Linked DNA regions of Sus scrofa: region 1 is linked to region 2. Evidence: chromatin contacts called from public Hi-C data. All regions are on one chromosome and are shown on one strand. Each heading gives the region's core, a stretch centred on a gene start, on an enhancer-like site or on the middle of the called end of the contact. The rest is flanking DNA. Distances are from core to core; before and after follow the strand shown.

The links. A called contact is a pair of places that touch in the nucleus more often than the background predicts.
Region 1: a Hi-C map of liver shows a contact between it and region 2, with 3 times the contacts expected there. The contact joins the promoter of ASF1B here to the promoter of PKN1 in region 2. A contact is called at or near these places in 2 of 5 promoter capture datasets (fetal liver and fetal skeletal muscle), 2 of 47 Hi-C or Micro-C datasets (liver and skeletal muscle) and 1 of 2 datasets of contacts at active chromatin or transcription factors (alveolar macrophages).

Annotation. Positions count from the first base shown.
Region 1 is chr2:65,061,050-65,064,906 of Sscrofa11.1, forward strand. ASF1B (anti-silencing function 1B histone chaperone) reads left to right here and starts at 2,137. Exons shown (of 4, transcript NM_001137625.1): 1 at 2,137-2,336. The coding sequence starts at 2,228.
Region 2 is chr2:64,822,386-64,826,741 of Sscrofa11.1, forward strand. PKN1 (serine/threonine-protein kinase N1) reads right to left here and starts at 2,567. Exons shown (of 22, transcript XM_005661233.3): 1 at 2,340-2,567. The coding sequence starts at 2,360.

The sequences.
Region 1 (3,857 bases), core at 887-3,386, 240 kb after region 2:
GGTTTCAACTCAGAGAAGACATTTGAGCAGAGATCTGAATAACAAGAAGGCACCAGCCATGCCAAGAGCTGAAAAAGAGGTGGGAGAGTCATGTCAGATTTTTATGGAACAAAAAGAGGGTCAGTTTGGCTGGACTCAAGTTGCGGCTGGGTGGGTAGTAAGAAACAAAGCATGAAGAGTCTTGAAGACAGTACTCTCACACTGAAAACAGAAAACCATTCACATACTAAGCAGAGAGGTGACTGATCCAATTTATTTCAGACCTGCTGCTGTCCAATAACACAGTGGCCACAGAGGATCATGAACATCTGAAATGTGTTTAGTGCCACTGTGAAAAGGAACATTTCATATCACCTAACTTTCATCAACTAACATTTCAATTTAAAACCGACATGAGGAGTTTCCGTCGTGGCGCAGTGGTTAACGAATCCGACTAGTGAACCATGAAGTTGCGGGTTCGGTCCCTGCCCTTGCTCAGTGGGTTAACGAACGATCCGGCATTGCCGTGAGCTGTGGTGTAGGTTGCAGACACGGCTCAGATCCTGCGTTGCTGTGGCTCTGGCGTAGGCCGGTGGCTACAGCTCCGATTAGACCCCTAGCCTGGGAACCTCCATATACCGCGGGAGTGGCCCAAGAAATAGCAAAAAAAAAAGACAAAAAAAAAAAATACAATTAAAAAAATAAATAAAACCGACATGAGATCTAACTCATGGGAAACTTTTAAGCTTGCTGGGAACAGCGTGGGCATATGAGTCTACAATACAGCTGTAAATTTTATGAAATCTAAGCTAATTTTCAGTGAAAATGTAGCGTCCAGATCACAGACGTGTTGTTAAGTAAAATAAAGGATTTCAACAGCTTCGTGCTGAGTAACAAAATGTAAGCTACCTGTGTTGTATTTTTTAATACTGAACATATGCTGAAAAGGTGTTTCAGCTAAATTTTAATATATTTAAGAGTATGTTAAAATTAACTTTTTAAACTTTTTTAAAAAACGTGGTTAACTTCAGAAAAGTGTAAAACTAGGTGCGCTGTCACAGGTGGAAGCAGGGAGTGAGTGCGGATGTCCCTACAGTCTTCCAGACAGGGGGCGACGGCGCTCCAGCCCCAGTGTGGGAGTAAAGTTTCTAGATGTATTATGCAGTCATAAATCCTGCCAGTAAATTTTCATGACCCTGTTCAACGCGCGGGGAAGGGTGGCCTCGAGAGGTAAGTGGAAGAGGCCGGACTCGAACTCTCATTTACAGCGTGTCTACCTGAAACCTCCCCAGAGGCTCTCGAAGGGGAAAAAGCCGGATTCGAACCAAGCCCGACTCCCGCGACCCAGGCCCCCGTGAGCCCCGTTACTGTCACACCGTCTCCCTTCAGGGATGGGTTAAACGTTCACAACGTTCACAACGGACTCCCGGGCCGCTGGGCCTGAAGGGCCAGGAGACCCATAGAGAAACTTCCGGCAACGCTCACCTGCTGAGACTCCAGAGCCGCAAACGCTCTTCCTTTCTCTTCTTACACCCCGCTCAACAGCGCCGGCAGTCGACTTCCGCTCCACTCCTACGAATCCCCCACCGAGTCTTATTTCCTCCCGCCCCCCAAGGTCAACTCAGCCAATAAACTCTCAGAGAATCGGCTTTATTCCCGCCCCACCCCTGCCTGCCAATCACCGCAGGTCAAGCACCGCCCTTCCCGCACTTTAAGAGGGGATTTGGCGAGCGCCGCGCGCCACCAATTGACGGTTGGCGGCGCTGCCCGCGGCTGGAAGCACCTCCCGGAAGGGCGGGGCTAAGTCCGGACAGCGCTAGTGCGGGGACCCTCGGGATTGGCCAAGAAGAGCCCTGCGTTTTGACCCCGCCCACCCCGCCCTTGACATTCGAGTCGGAGACTCTAGGGATTGGTTCCCGGCGGACTCCCAAAGAAGCCAAGAGACTGTCCCGCCTCCCTCCCGCATCCAGAAGAGGGAGCTCCACCGATTGGTCTCGGGAGTCTCGGCGCTTGCCTACCGACGCTCCAGGATTGGCTGGGGGGGCGCTCGCGCCGCCAGGGAGCGTTGACGGTGATTGGCTGGAGGGTGGGGCCGGCTATTTGAAGGAGGCGCGCGAAGAAGATTAGCTCTTCAGACCGCGATCGGAGGAGGCGCGAGCAGTTTTGGGTAACGCTGTTCTGCTGACCTGACAAGACCCAAACGTAGTCTTGGCCCCAGCTCTGGCTTCAGCCTCGGCCCGACGAGGCAATGGCTAAGGTGTCGGTGCTGAACGTGGCTGTTCTGGAGAATCCGAGCCCTTTCCACAGCCCCTTCCGGTTCGAGATCAGCTTCGAGTGCAATGAGGCCCTGACGGACGGTGAGACTGGGCCTGCGTGGAGCGACCCCCCTCCCCTGGGCCGCCCCGACCCTCCCCTTGGAGACAACCCTGTGAAACACCCCCTCTCCCCCAAATCTGATTTCCCGTAAACCAACACCCACCCCCAGCCTTAACCTCCCCTTTGGGAAACTACCCCTTCACCGTACCCCTATGGTTACTCGCGTTTTCCCCCGTGAAAACCTCATTATCCCCCTCTTTTTCCTGTAGCTCTCCTCTTGGGTACCCGTTTTCTAGGTAGAGACCGTCAGCCACCCTGACTTTCCTGTAGCAAGAGACTGCCCCTACCTACCTACTATTTAGGGGCAAGCCGCCATTCCAGCCATTCAGTCCTCCCCACCAAAAGGCTGTCCCCTGTGGTGAGGCACTCCCATCTCACTTTTTTCCTATGGAAACCCCAACCTCCAGCCCCCTCGAATTTCTCCTATGGAAATCCAAGCCCCCTCCCAATTTCCCTATGGAAACCTCAGCACCCTCCCATTTTCCTTATGGAAACCCCAGCTCCCGCCCCTTTCCTATATGGCAACTTCAGCCCCCTGTTCCATTTTCCCAATGAAGACCCTCTCCCCCTGTGACAAGACCTCACTCACCCCCATCTTCCCATCTGTCTTCCCATAATCTCCTCCCTGCTTGCTGATGCTCTACCTGGGGAAGCATGGCCAAACAAGCATAAGTTGGTTCTTACCATTTGCCTGCCAGATTCCTGCTGACTTACTGTAGCAATTCTCCCCCACTTTTGATGGTCTGACCTAATCTGGAGGGTGGGTATGCCAGGCTGAGCCATGAAGGTATCTGGCTTCAATCAGCTCAGAGGTCACAACCTTTTGTGCATCTTTTTCAAGGCGCTTTTATAGATGTACTTATTCATCTGTGTGACAAAGGTGGACATGACTCTCATCTCACAGATGAGAGCATGGGATCCACAAAGAGTAAAACACCTTTTTTGTACTTCTATAAAAATCAAAAAAAAATCTAAGGTCATTCAGAGAGTTTTGGCACCACTTTCGGGAGAAAGTACTCCATTAGACCTCTTCTCCACTTAGTGGTTAAGAGGCAGCGGCTAAGGAGGTGGAGATCTGTGAGGCCAGGGTGTGCTAACTAGCACCTCTCAGTGGTAGGTGTGTGCTTTGCATGCAAATTAGCCACTTGGTCTAGCCTGGAGTTGATAACCCTTTTGATATATGTGTGTGTGTGTGCTTAGACTGGGCCAATGGATCAATCTTCCCTGTTTCTCTCCTTTCTAAATTAAGGAATCTACTTGTGACTATAGTATAAGCCCAGTTAAATCCTTTCTGGAACAAGACAGTGTAAATAAATAAAGTGAAGAATCACCCTGTGGAATAAGATTTCATTTTAAAGCTAGGAGGAGATGTAAGGAGCTAATAGGTTAAGGGATTCACAGAGCCAGATGGCAGAAGATTGAGTTTCAGTATGTCTGTTTGTGATCCTCGGGGTTAAACATGGTTGCATGGTCATTATCTAGTACATTTACTCCTACAAAGT
Region 2 (4,356 bases), core at 1,317-3,816:
ACTGGGGCTCAAGAGGTGACAGCTTCAGTTCTCAATGGAGGAAGGGATTTTACCACCACCACCCAACTTTTGGGGACATCTGGCAACATTCAGAGACATTTTTGGTTGGTTATCACAACTAGGGGTGCGACTGGCATCTACTGGGTTGAGCAGCAGAATGATGCTGCTCGGCATTCTACTGTACGCAAGACAGCCCCACCTCAAAGAATGATTCAGCCCCAAATGTCAATAGTATGGAGGCTTAGACAACCCTGGATTAAAGGACAAAAACTCACACCCTGAGCTGCTGAACATGACCAGGAAGGATGTCACAGTAGTCCCACTGGTAGACGTGCTGGCCTGGTCTATGTCTTTCCCCACGGTAAAAACACTCTTGGCCCCATTTTTCTGCTGGCAGAACCACGGCTCAGAGAGGAAGAGGCTCTGGGCCGAGGACATATCGTGAAAAAGTGACAGTTCTGCAGTTTAAACCCAGCTCACCTCATACGGTCCTCTACCAACCAGACCCCGCCTGCCACCCAGCCCCACCCTGTCCCCAGCAGGCAGAGCAGAGGTACAGCCAGGAGCAGGGCCAGCTCAGCTGGGGGAAGTCCAGGCCTAGAGGAGGAGCAGGCTCCCTCAACCCCACCTCCTTTGGCAGCTGAGGCCTGAGAATATGCAGAGCAGGGAGGGAGGGAAGCCCAGCCTCCTGGGTTCTCCTCCCTTAGGTGACTCACTCCTACCCAGGGCAGGGGTCACCTGAGGGCCAGCAAAATGAACCTATGAACCAGAAGTCTGGCCTGGCCTTGAAGAATCCCTGCTCCCCCAACTTCCAACATAAAGCAGGAGATCTCAGGTCCAGAGGGCCCACCTCCCAGAATTCCTCTCTTCCCAGAGTGGCCAGGGACCTAGACCCCATGTCCGGAGATTTCAATGCTTTGGGCGTTTCCGGAATCTGGACAGGACATCCGTTCGCCGGACACAGAACAGACAGGCACACACTGGGACAGACAGAGGGACAGATTGGCAGACCCAAGCAGCCACAAGAAAGGGATGATCAGGACGGGGGTGGGGGTGGGGGAGAGCAGGCAGGACATGGGAAAGGGGACCAGGGCACAGGTCCGGCCTCGTTCCAGGAATTATAGCTTCTGTCTGGGTCATGTCTGCTACACGCCAAGCGCATGCATGCGCCAGGGGATTCCTAAACAGCTCTCCCAGAGCTGAGGGGTAGAGGCAGGGACCCCGGCCCTCCCCAGCCCCAAGATCTGACCTTGTGTGATCTGCAACACCAGATACGCCCAGCTCCTCGGCAAGGCTGGCAGGCCATCAGCAGGACTGGGGTGGGGGCACAGGGGGTCATGGGGGGAGAGACACGGAGGGATATGGGGGCAGGTGCAGAAGGAGACGAGAACCCAGTTACACAGCAACCACAGGACGATGGAGGGATGTTGAGGCACTAATAGGAGCACCAGAGGTAGAAGACGTCTCAGATTTGGGTCACTGAACCAAAGAAGGTCAGAAGTCACCCTGGCCCTGATTGTTAAAGATGGAGAAGGTGAGTCCAGGGCTGTGATGTCCACAAGGTGGCACAAGGAGAAGCTGGCTGGGGCAGCAGGTTGGTGCTGGTCACCTGTGCCTCTGTGTCTGTATATTTGTGTGTTTGCAGGGGTGATCCAACCCTGCCACCCATGCTCAGGTCAGATTCCAGGTATAAGAAAATCCCCAGTCTGGACCTGGACATTCCCCACCTGGGATAAGGTTCCACCTGGCAGCCAGAAGGCTGGCTGGGTGAGTTCCCCATTCTGCGATCTAATGAGGCGACCCAGGCACTTCCGCCAACAGGTGCCAATCTGGGTGGCGTCGGGACCATCATAAAGCTCTGTCTGGAAGCTGGGGCCACTGGAGCTTTGTTGTGTAGGGGAGGGGAATGGGCCGGGCAGCCTCCTCCTCTCCAGGGGCACAATGCCAGACACCTGCCCAGGTGGAGCGGCACCTGTCTGGAACCGAACGCTGAGGAGGGAGAACAAGTGGCAGGGGGCACCAGGCACCAGGATGCACAGCCGGCCACAGACACCCGAAATGGAGCCTCTGCCGCGCCCCCTCTAATTCTCGGGGAAGGGAGGAGCTTGAGGATGCTGTGGGACCTCCCCGCTGCCCCCTCTGTGAGGACCTCCACCTGCGGAGGAGACTGTGGGAGCCCCACCGTGCCGGCCCAGGGAGAAAGCGCCCAGCGCTCGGGGGCGAGGTGAGGGGGAGGGAGGCCGCCCTTACTGCCCCATCCCGGGGGCCCCGGGAGCGTGCGGTCGGGGGTCCCTAGTGCCCGCTGGCCGCCAGGCGGCTGCGGTCGCAGGTGCGCCTACCTGCACAGCGTCGCTGGCCATGTCCACGCGCCACCCGCCAGGGGTCCCCGCGCGGAGGGAGGGGCGGTGAGAGGAGCGCGCGTGCGCCCCGCGCGGGGCGGGGAGGGGGCGGGCGCGGCGCGACCCCCCGGCGCACAGCCGGCTCAGGCCTGCTTTGCTCGGGCCCCGCCTGGCCAGGCCGCCGCGTCCGCGCGCCGCGCCCTCCGGCCCCAGCGGCCGCCGGGCCGGGTCACGTGACCGCGGAGGTCGGCGCCCGGGGAGGGGGCGGGGCCGAGGGGGTGCGGCTCCCGGCGGCCCCTGGGGCTGCGGGGTCCTGCCTGCCGGACACCTCCCCTCATCTGCCGAAAGTACTTTGTCTGCTTCCCCCGCTTTTTCCCCTTTCTGGATCCTCTCGCTGCCCACCGATCCCCCATTTGAGCGCGGGGGAAACCTAAGAAAAGAGTGAGCCACGTTAAAGCGGGGAGCGGTGGAGGCCTTTGGGCCTCTCTGGGCCTCTCAAAAAACAAAAACAATTTATCCCCCTCTGTGTTGCAAGTTCAGGCCTCTTGGACTGGACATTCAAGGGCATTGGAGCTTCCCCATAGGGCTGAAGACAAGATTTGGGCAGACCTAGCTCCGAATCCCAGTGCCCAGTGCCTTGGGGGAGTCCGAAAACCCTGAGAGCAACGTTTGTGAAACGGGAAGGATTTAGCTACCCATTCCTTAGATGTCGATAGCATTAAGACAGTACATGCCAAGTGCTGGGAGCACAGTAGGTGGTTAAGAAAGGTTAGCTGCTGTGATTTTAATATTTTGCCTTTGTTATGAAAAGAGAATTGAACCCTAACTCCGTCACTGACTTGTGGGCCCTCCGGCCGCTGAGCCTCACTTCTCCCTGTTGTAAAATGGGGACCAGCCTCTCTGGGGCTTCTGCATGCAGGTGGCTCTCCACAAAGCACATTCGAGCCCCAGCGGAGGCAGAGGGTGGAGACCGTTGAGGAGCTTCGCTAGGGTCTCCTGGAGTACCTGGAGCGTGCAGCTTGGCTTCTGGCCGACCCTGCACTCCCTTTCAGACCCGGTTGACGGAGCCAAGTCACGATCCCTGGGGCGCGGGGCGGGGAGCGCTCCCTGGCGGCGCCTCAGCATGGGTGTCCTCCTGGGACACGCAGGAGCACGGAGGGCTGCTGGTACCTTGGTTACTCGAAGCTGTGCTTGGTTCGCATTGTCCCAGAGATCCGGGCGCGATGTTTTCTCTTTCCCTTCTTACCTTGGGCGACTCTTTGAGACTGGGTGGTGGTAATGGTTAACAGAGGAGGAGGAGAAATTATACCAACTAGAATCCAACCACTTCTCACACTTACACCGTCTCTAAAGGTTCGGTCCTCATTGTTGTTCACCTGGACCAGTGCAGTCGCCTCCTCTCACACAGAGCCTCCCTCCGTCCCCATAAAGCCCTAGGACGCCTATGAATGCCTGAGTCAGGCCATGTCCCTCTTCTGCCTAGATCCCTCTTTGGCTCCCACCTTCCTCAGAGTAAAAGCGAAGTCCTACCTGCAGCCCACAAGGCCCTGCGCAATCTGCCCCCTTCAGCTCCCCCCTCTCTTCTCCCACCTCTACCTCTTGCTCACTCCCTCCAGCCACACCTGCTTCCTAGCAATTCCTCGAATTTTTAATCCACTAAATTAAAGAAACTTTCGAGCTAGTTCTTTTGCTCTTGATTTAAATATGAGGAAACTGAGGCTCAGAGAGAAGCCTCTCACTCCATTTATGAAGTCAGGATGTTTATGGTGCTTGCTTGTTTTCTTCTGATTCTCCAGCCCACCCGTTTTACAGATGGAGATGATGGGGCAAGCAAGGCTGAAAGTCAGCCCAGGAACTGGGCCACCTTATCCAGGGATGGGCCCTCTGCCGTCTGCCAGGTTCCAGGCTGCCTCCCTGGATGGAGTGGGGAACCCTGCCAAATTTTCACGCCAACCTTCCAGCATTCATTTACTCAGTGAATATTTATCGATGCCCGCTGGGGACTTTGGTGGCACTG